Regions from separate parts of the Mus musculus genome. Here region 2 is linked to region 1. A link is a contact called in public HiChIP or PLAC-seq data. All regions are on one chromosome and are shown on one strand. Each heading gives the region's core, a stretch centred on a gene start, on an enhancer-like site or on the middle of the called end of the contact. The rest is flanking DNA. Distances are from core to core; before and after follow the strand shown. Region 1 overlaps Trpv1 (transient receptor potential cation channel, subfamily V, member 1). Region 2 overlaps Rap1gap2 (RAP1 GTPase activating protein 2).

What was found. HiChIP or PLAC-seq counts read pairs in DNA pulled down with a chosen protein or histone mark.
Region 2: a contact with region 1 is called in an H3K27ac HiChIP or PLAC-seq map of trophoblast stem cells, with 9 times the contacts expected there. The contact joins two enhancer-like sites. A contact is called at or near these places in 5 of 39 promoter capture datasets (the 3T3-L1 cell line, cranial neural crest, embryonic stem cells and 2 more) and 4 of 115 datasets of contacts at active chromatin or transcription factors (astrocytes, embryonic stem cells, extraembryonic endoderm stem cells and 1 more).

What each region holds. Positions count from the first base shown.
Region 1 is chr11:73,255,928-73,260,172 of GRCm38.p6, forward strand. All of the region lies in intron 15 of Trpv1 (transient receptor potential cation channel, subfamily V, member 1), which reads left to right. Among named protein-coding and RNA genes, the nearest start is that of Trpv3, 9.5 kb to the right of the region's middle. Within about 2 kb of position 1,709, at least 12 of the 459 cell types and tissues checked have an H3K27ac peak or open chromatin away from gene starts, as enhancers often do. A contact at or near this core is called in trophoblast stem cells, where this site is marked.
Region 2 is chr11:74,437,633-74,441,877 of GRCm38.p6, forward strand. Rap1gap2 (RAP1 GTPase activating protein 2) reads right to left here. Exons shown (of 25, transcript NM_001015046.3): 4 at 4,118-4,153; 5 at 632-676. Among named protein-coding and RNA genes, the nearest start is that of Olfr412, 75 kb to the left of the region's middle. Within about 2 kb of position 1,714, at least 37 of the 459 cell types and tissues checked have an H3K27ac peak or open chromatin away from gene starts, as enhancers often do. A contact at or near this core is called in trophoblast stem cells, where this site is marked.

The DNA.
Region 1 (4,245 bases), core at 459-2,958:
CTAGGCCATCTTTTGATACATATGCAGCTAGAGTCAAGAGCTCCGGGGTACTGGTTAGTTCATAATGTTGTTGCACCTACAGGGTTGCAGATAAAGATTTATTTATTTTATGAGTACACTGTATACTGTAGATGTCTTCAGACACATCAGAAGAGGGCATCAGATCCCATTACAGATGGTTGTGAGCCACCATGTGGTTACTGGGATTTGAACTCAGGACCTCTGGAAAAGCAGTCAGTGCTCTTAACCACTGAGCCACCTCTCCAGCTCTTCCTCTATTTCTTTGAACATATTAATAAGTTACTTTGCACTTCCTGTCAGCTAAGGGGTAGACTGGCTCAGGGGTGGTACTCTCAGCCTGGCAAGGACAAGGCCTTGGAGTCAGCTGTCAAAGCTAATTCCAACATCCGGGCTATCTTGGCATCCATGTCTCTTAACTCCTTTTTTTTTTTTTTTTTTTTATGACAGAGGACCACATTGCCCTGGTTTCCCTTTTAGGCCCAGTGTTTTCAGATTGTGTGCTGGGCATTGTGGATAAGATACTGTGGAACCTGGATTTGGTTATCTTCCCTCAAAGATACTTCAGTACACCTTAATCGTGTACATGTGTAAGTGAGTGTAAGGGTGTCTCTGCATTCTGTCCATGCTCCCTTCTTGCACTCAAGCTTAAGTGTGTCCACCTCACTTCCAACCCCACTGCAGGCATCTCTGCTAAACCTCCTGTACTCTCATCATCAGCAAGCAATGTCTAAATCTCAGCCAAGGACTTGTGGGTAACCACCCAACCCTCAAACCAACCAGTCTCCCAATGTTCTCCTATGCTCTGTTCTACTGATTCTAGCTGTGTCAGCTGCTAGGATAGCTGCTTTCTCTTTAGCTTAGGGGAAATTCCATGCTCTATAGGATGGCTGCTGACTGTACAGTAGTAGGTAAGGCTGTCTCTTAAGCAGAGAGATGGGTGTTCATAGGGCTCCTCTTGTGAATGACGGGCCTCTTAGGGTTTATAGTAGCTCACATCTGTCACATGTGTTCAGGCCTAAACACATCTGCTGAATGGAATTTTGCTCATCTATGGTTGTCATGAGCATGGCAGTCCAGTCCAAGATCGTCTGTTATAATTGGATATGGAAATCTATTTCATCAAAAGCTCACTCAGGGGCTGGCGATGTAGCTTAGTGGTGGTTGAGCACTTGTTTAGCATGTGAGTCCATCTCTAGTACAGAAAAAAAAATAGGCTCACTTTTGGATATCAGTTCCCTGATCTGGAGCTTTGTTAATTTCACATAGGTCCCCTGCAGTTCTGTGACTTTCCTAGGAATGCAATTGGAAAGACTCCCTGGTCACCTTATCACCCTTGCTCACTATCTTTCCTTCAATTTGTTAGGTGTGCTAACACTCTCAGATCTACTCAAAGCTGGCTTTGTGGGTGATCTGAGTGGCTTACCATGATCCTCCTACTTAGTTAGCCTTTGTTGGGTGAGTCTGACACTGGGGAGTTTATTTTAGATGTATTTAAGTGCAGGATCATGGGGTGGGGTACAGTTTCCTGGTGACAGTTATCACAATAAAGCTAAAGGTGTGACTAACACGTGGCCTCTTCCATAAGAATGGGTTTTATAGATTACGTGCATAGGGGAGGATCTGCTGTGGTCTAGGCCAACCTAGAGGTCACCAAGCTATAAAATACAAGTGGCAGCTCCCTTAGGGATGGGTTCTGTTGACTGAGAAACAATGCTCAAGATAAAGGTCTATGGAGGAAGAATCTGGGATAAACATAATAGTCTGGGGAGTTTGGGTGTGGCCTGACTCTACTGATAGCACAGGTCACCAAGGCTGCTACCAACACCCAGCCCAGCCTTCTGGATGGAAAACAGGTATTTATGTGCTCTGCTGAGGAGACAGCCCTGAGTGTTTAACATTTCTGCTTTCCCTGGAGCTCATCTGTGAGCACGAGGACCTTATGGCTCTCTACCCTGTACCTCTCAGTGAACTGCTGTCCAGTTAGAGCGGCCATTTGGAACAGAAGCGGGGGGGGGGGGGTGCCGCATTAGACTTTACACATTCACTACTTGCTTTCTCACTTTTGTGACAGTAGAAACTCTAGTGATGATAGCCAGATACTTTAGATAACGGGGACCCCTTCTCACCAAGATGCCTGCGCTAGGAAGATGTGGGAGAATTCAGGGGAGAAAGGCCAGGGAAGGAAGGTGGGAACTGGAAGGACTAGGAAGTGTGTGGGAGCTTCAGTGAATGGCTTCTCTACTGGTATAACAAGTCGAACTGAGCTGAACTTATAGTTCGTTGTGGGTAGCTCTCAGGCAGGTTCACTGACCTCACAGGAGGGGGTCAGTGGAATCACAAGGCTGGGCTGAGGCAAGGCTTCCTAAAGGGGTGTGGGTAGATCTTCAATGTGATGGTGGGGGTACAAATAAGGTTATATTATAACCTTATTTTGTGATTTTAGGGCCCTGTAGGTGGGACTTAGAACCAGTGGTCAGTTTTGAGAATCCTGAACTAGGAGCTGGCTTTGTCCAGCGTTTTGTGTGGGCTTTTGAAAGCGAGGGCTCCTGATCAGAAGAGAAGGGTGGGGATCTCTTGGCCCAGGCCATCTTGCCTTTGTTCCAAACCCTCTGGCCTAACACTTGGTATTAGAATATGATGGATGGTGATGGGAACCTCAGCTACCTCTGGAGACCCTGGAACTGGCTAGGTCAACAGTTCCCAAACTGGGTGTCTCTACTTCCTAGCCAATTAGTCCAGATCTCAACAGGCAGTGGTAACTGAGTCTTCCTTAAGAGCTCCCTGGAACTTTAGGTCATGCCAAAGTTCTTATTTGAAGCCCAGTGTCACCATGTCTCCCTTGGCATTTTCTTCTATGCCCTGGTGGGGCCTTGACTCTAAGTCTTGATGTTTTTTGGCTGCTGTTCATCACTTTAGGATTGCCCAATGTGGAGTTGTGTTGCAGAAATCTCTTTACCCTCTCATTTGGGCAGAGAGGCAATAAAGCCTGAAGCAGGTGTGAGATAGACTCATGAATTATCAGGTTTACCAGGGCCTGGGGGAGAAAGGAAGTATAAACTGGGTGAATGAGCTCAACTGTCAAAGAAGAGGAAATTTCATGGGTCTAAGAGCCTGGAGATTTATTTATTTTTATTCCAGACAGGGTCTCACTATGTAGCCCTGGCTGTCCTGGAACTTACTATGTAGACCAGGTAGCTTTGAACTCACAGAGATCCATCTGTCTTAGCTTCTTGAGTGCTGGGAGTAAAGGTGTGTGCCACTACACCTGGCTAAGATTTTTCTTAAAAGATAGGTTTTGAAATGAAAATATAATAACTTTATTTTCCTCTTCCCAACTTCTACCCATGTCCCTTCCTCCAACCTTTCTTTTTTATTCATACATTTACATATACATGTACAAATACAAATACACATATACATATACACGTACACATACACATACACATACACATACACATACACATACACATACACACACAAGTATAACTTGCTGAGTCTGCTTTTGATTTCAAAGCTAACTACTTTGTACTGGATAACCAGTTAGATTGGGATGGGAGAGGCTAATTCTCCCTCTTAGCAGTCATTAGTTGCCTGTAGTTCTTTGTCTAGTGGTGAGACTCTGTGAGGTTTCCTGCTCTGCATTAGCCTGTCTATTGTTGTTTGGGTCTTATTTAGGCAGCCATTTCTAGGAGACAGTCTCATAGCAGACTTCCTGGTCCTCTGGCTCTTGCAGTCTTTACTTCTGTCTTAGTTAGGGTTTTATTGCTACGAAGAGACAACATGACCAAGACAACTCTTAGAAAAGAAAACGTTTAATTTATGGCTGGCTTACAGTTTCAGATGTTCAGTCCATTATCATCATGGCGGGAAGCCTGGCAACATGCAGGCAGACATGGTGCTGAAGGAGCCATGATCTAGCCAAGCTCTATATCTTGATCCTTCGGCAGCAGAAGGGGACTGCATGCTACACTAGGTGTAGCTTGAACATGTATGACCTCAAAGCCCACCTCCACAGTGACACAGTTCCTCCAACAAGGCCACACCTCCTAATAGTGCTATTCCTTATGGACCAAGCATTCAAACACACCAGTCTGTGGGGGCCATTTCTATTCAAACCATCATAGCCCCCTCTTCCAGAATGTTCCCTGAGCTTTCGGTGTAAGTGTGTTGATACTGTATTCAGTGGGGCTGGGCTCTCCGTGACCCATGGATCTCTGCTTTGTA
Region 2 (4,245 bases), core at 464-2,963, 1.2 Mb after region 1:
CTTGAAGGACTCAGCATCCCGTGCCCACTGAACAGTAGACCTGAAGGCAAACCCAGCCAACAAAAGATGTAGCACACAAAAGGGAGGCCCTGGTCACCGCCAAGACACTAGCTTGTCATCCCATGGGGCTAAGACAGAAAGAGAGCTGGGCGAGTCGGCACACAATCTCAGCACTCTGGGGGCAGATCAAGATTGAGGTCATCCTTAACCACCCAACAAAAGACAAAAAAAAAAAATATCCTAGTCCCTCTCCTCTCTGTCCCTCCCCACATCCTCTTCAAGTTGACTAGGCTGTAGACACAGAACTTGAAGCTAAGACCTGGTGGCCCATCAGAATCCAGAGCCTAGCAACCCTCAACACCGTGTAGGTGCACAGAAAGAACAGGAAGGAGCCAATCCGGGCCTCCGATCCTTCGGTCTCACCTGAGGTCTCCACTAGCCTGATGGGAAGCAGCCCTAAGACACCGAGCCAGGGTCCCTTGGCCACCCACCAGACATGAGTGTAACAAGAGTTCAGTCATTAATTGGCTCCTAGTACAAAGCGGAGTTGGTGTGCATACGAGGAGAGTCCAACACGCTCCCTGATCCTCCTGCCCTCTTCCTACACTGGCCCCTCTACTGCCTATCCCACCTTGTTCTTCTGGGGTCCTGGCCTCTGCTCTTCAAGCTTGATTCCCTGCGGAAACAAGGAAGAGAGGATCCGCATAAGCATAGGTCACCGCTCATGGGTAGGAGCATCTGGGCACTTAGCCATCTGATGGGTACTGGAGCCTCTCGACTCCCACACTTAGCAGTTGTCAGTCCCAACACCAACCTCAGATAAGGGTGTGGGGGTGGCCAGTTAAGACTATAAATAGACTTGAGCCATGTCACCTGGGCTCAAATCCCAACATTGCCACTTCCTAGACTGGTGACCTGGAACAAGCCACAGATTCCTCTGTGTGACTCCTGTTGTCAGCTGTAAAGTGGAGAAGGTGACAGTGGCTTCCATCACAGCCCAGGTTAAAGGCTGGTGATGGGCTATGCATTTCAAATGCCAATGGTGTACACTAAAGGCTGTGCGTAGAATTAGTGAAAATGAGTAGTATTAGCATCTCTGTGTCTAAACCCCTTCCTGAAAGCCATAGGGCAGTGAATGGGAAAGATGAACACCCACATCTGCAAGTGTCAGAGCCAGCACATCGGTCCTCCTGCCTTCTAGCTCCACCTTTTTCCTTGAAGGAAGAGTGTTTGATTGACAGGCAGGAACTACGGTCCTTCAGGTCCTCATTCCACTTCCTATTTGTAACCAGGAAGTCTCCCTGGCTACATATGTAGAAGGAGGATTAGACCTCAACCCAACACCTGCATCTTCCAGATTCAAGGACCAGGGTTGGAACAAAGGGCTTTGCCTACAGTTGCTGAGAATTCACTTCTGGGAATAACCCCCTTGTCCAGCAACCCTGGTTGGGTTCTGGCTTAACTGGACTGTGCAAAAGGAAGGAAACACACAGCCTTTTCAAGACTGGATGCATTGGGTGATAGCATGAACCCGGAGGGCGTCTGGGAATTGCATCCGAAGCTGGGTTTATAATAAACACCCTGCTCCCCGGACAGCAGGGCTCCTGCTAACTGGGTGGAATCTGAAACAGCTTCTCTGGACTGCTGGACTGAGTCATGCTCCCAACATTGTTCAGGAGGGCGTGGGAAGGTCCCTCCCACTGACAGGTGCTTCTCACAAACGCCCGAAGGAAGCTGCCTGGGTGGCCCTGCAGACCCCGTCCAGGTTGGCACACTGGGTGGGTGGGGGAGTGATGTCAGAGTTTGTTTTGTTTGTCCTGCATTAGTCATCCTGGTCTGGGAACAGTCCTCAGGGCAGGAGTGCAACCTTGCCCCAGCCTCACTGACTGACACTCCACCCCCACCCCCCACCAGGGAGCCCCATCCTCAGCCGGGTCCTCCCTCCACCAAGCATTACCCTCTGCAGAAGGTACTGTCTTCCCTTCTCCCCGTCTCCAAGAAGAAATGGAAGTTCAGAGGGGGAAATGACTTGACCAAGGGCACTCAGCTAGAGGACATTCAGTTCAGATCTGTATCTGGGCCGGGAGTCTCCAAAGCATGTGTCCCCAAAGCATGCCTGGCTTCAAATTCCTACACTAGGACTGGGACCGGAGATCTTGGATCCCAGTTTTGGTGCTTCAGAACTAGCAATGTGGCCCAACCACATAACTGCTCCAAGACACAGTTTCCACAATGGCAAAATGGAGAGAGAGGAAACCCACGCCTGAGGATGGAATCCAGCCACATCGTGCAACATTCTTTCTCTGCTCCCTATACGCAAGCTCCAACCAGGAAACTGAGTCCACTAGTATGCCTGGAGCACACATGAGTGCATCTTACACACCACAATTTTGCTCCCCGCCATTTCTACTGAGGTTCATTTGGGAAGCCGTGATGGGAATCACTGTCTTTGACATAACGAGAGACTAAAGACAGAGTGGCTGGGAGGGCAAATTCAGACAAGCAGAGGGGTCCAAGAGTCAGTCCACAGGGCTGGGTTCTATGGAAGGAGGCAGGGACTTAAGCTGCAGGTGAGGATGGGCGGGCTGAGGAGCAATCACAGGGAAGGCAGAGGGAGCCACCAGTCTCTCCCAGTGAGCTGAGATCTCATTGGCTAGCAGGAAAGTTCCCCAGCTTTGCTCTGCTGTTGAACACTTAATGATACCCTGTCTCCCGCTACGCTGCGGTGCCATAGCTTGTTTCCGCAGCTAGATTATGAGTTCCCCCTAAATGCGAATAAAATGAGTTTATAGTCCACAAACTGCTGGGCGCAGAGGAGAACTGAACAGTTTATTTGTAGTAATGGCACGACTACTAACAATTACTCTCCCTTAATGCACCCTTCCCTTCCTTCCCTATCCTCAGGGAAACCTGGCAGTACCTTCTGCTCTGAATAACAGGACCACCCTGGACCCTTTCTCTGCCCCACCTCCCAAAGCTGACAGCCCCTTATTTCAAACCTTCCTTCTGAAATAAGAATAGAAAGAAGAAACTAAACCAGACTCTTCCTCCTCTGGAGCAGAAACGAGCATCATGCTTCCCAGTGCTCTTGCTGGGTGCTGTCCCCTGTGGCATGGGGCTGGGAGGGCAATGGGATATGTAGCTCTGAAGTCCTCATAAGGACAAGACAGCCCCTGTCAATCTATGATCCCAGAGAAGCGCCTGGAATATGTATGCCATTATCAACTGCTCCATCACAATCCTGTCACCAAGCCCGGACCTCAGCTGACCCCAGTGTGGACAACAGAACAGCTTCTACCTGTGAACCCAGGGTGGGAGACACTGGCTCCAGAGGCACATGGATAGGAACAACCCTGGACACTCAGTTCTCTATGTTCAGTGGCACGGTGCCTGCACAGAGCATGCTCACATCCTGCTGTGTCCTCCGTGCCATCGCTAGGTGACTTACAATCCCTAACATGATAAATAGTGTTGCTGCCTTGTCCAGGGAAGAATGGCAAAGACAATGTCTATACATGCTAGGTACAGCTGTTATAGTGCCTCAGTGATTACATCCACAGTTGTCTTAACCCACAGAGCTGGATCTGTAGATACAGACTGTGACTACAATAGGGCCCTCACATCCACTCCAAACATTGACTTTCGTGGGGTGCCCCCCCCATCATTTCCATATAGGATCTCATTTCCTCTCCAACACTGTATCAATGGGTATTTTTTTCTCTTATTTGGTTTTGGTGACTTGGGCAATGGCCAGCAGGTTGTACTAGTAAGTGGCAAATGTAGGATTTGAACTCAGATCTGCATCTTACTTGTGGCTCTGTCTCCCTGACTCCACATAACTTGCCCCTAGGTGGGGCTTGCTTTTTCAACTCCTTCCAAAATCAACAGCTTTACTGAGCTGTCCCCGTATCCCAAGGGTTAATGGTACTGGGCTAGCCCTCCATGTTTCAAGGCAGGAGTCTACCCAAGAACTCAGTGCCACTCACTCAACAGCAAAGTGACCTAAGTTGTTGGGGCTAAGGGTCCCTTCCCTCTGAGCCACCTCCTGGTATTGAGATCCACAACCCTGCAGCCTCCACGCCCGAGGGCGGGCTACTGCACCATTTAGGGTACTCACCTGCATTTTCTCCAGCATCTCGAAGAACTCCGCAGACTGAAAGATATAAAGGGGTTGGGTGTTCAGTAGGGAGGGCTGCTGGGAATCTCTCCCTTAGGAACCCTCTAGAAACTGAGTCCCGGCCTTCC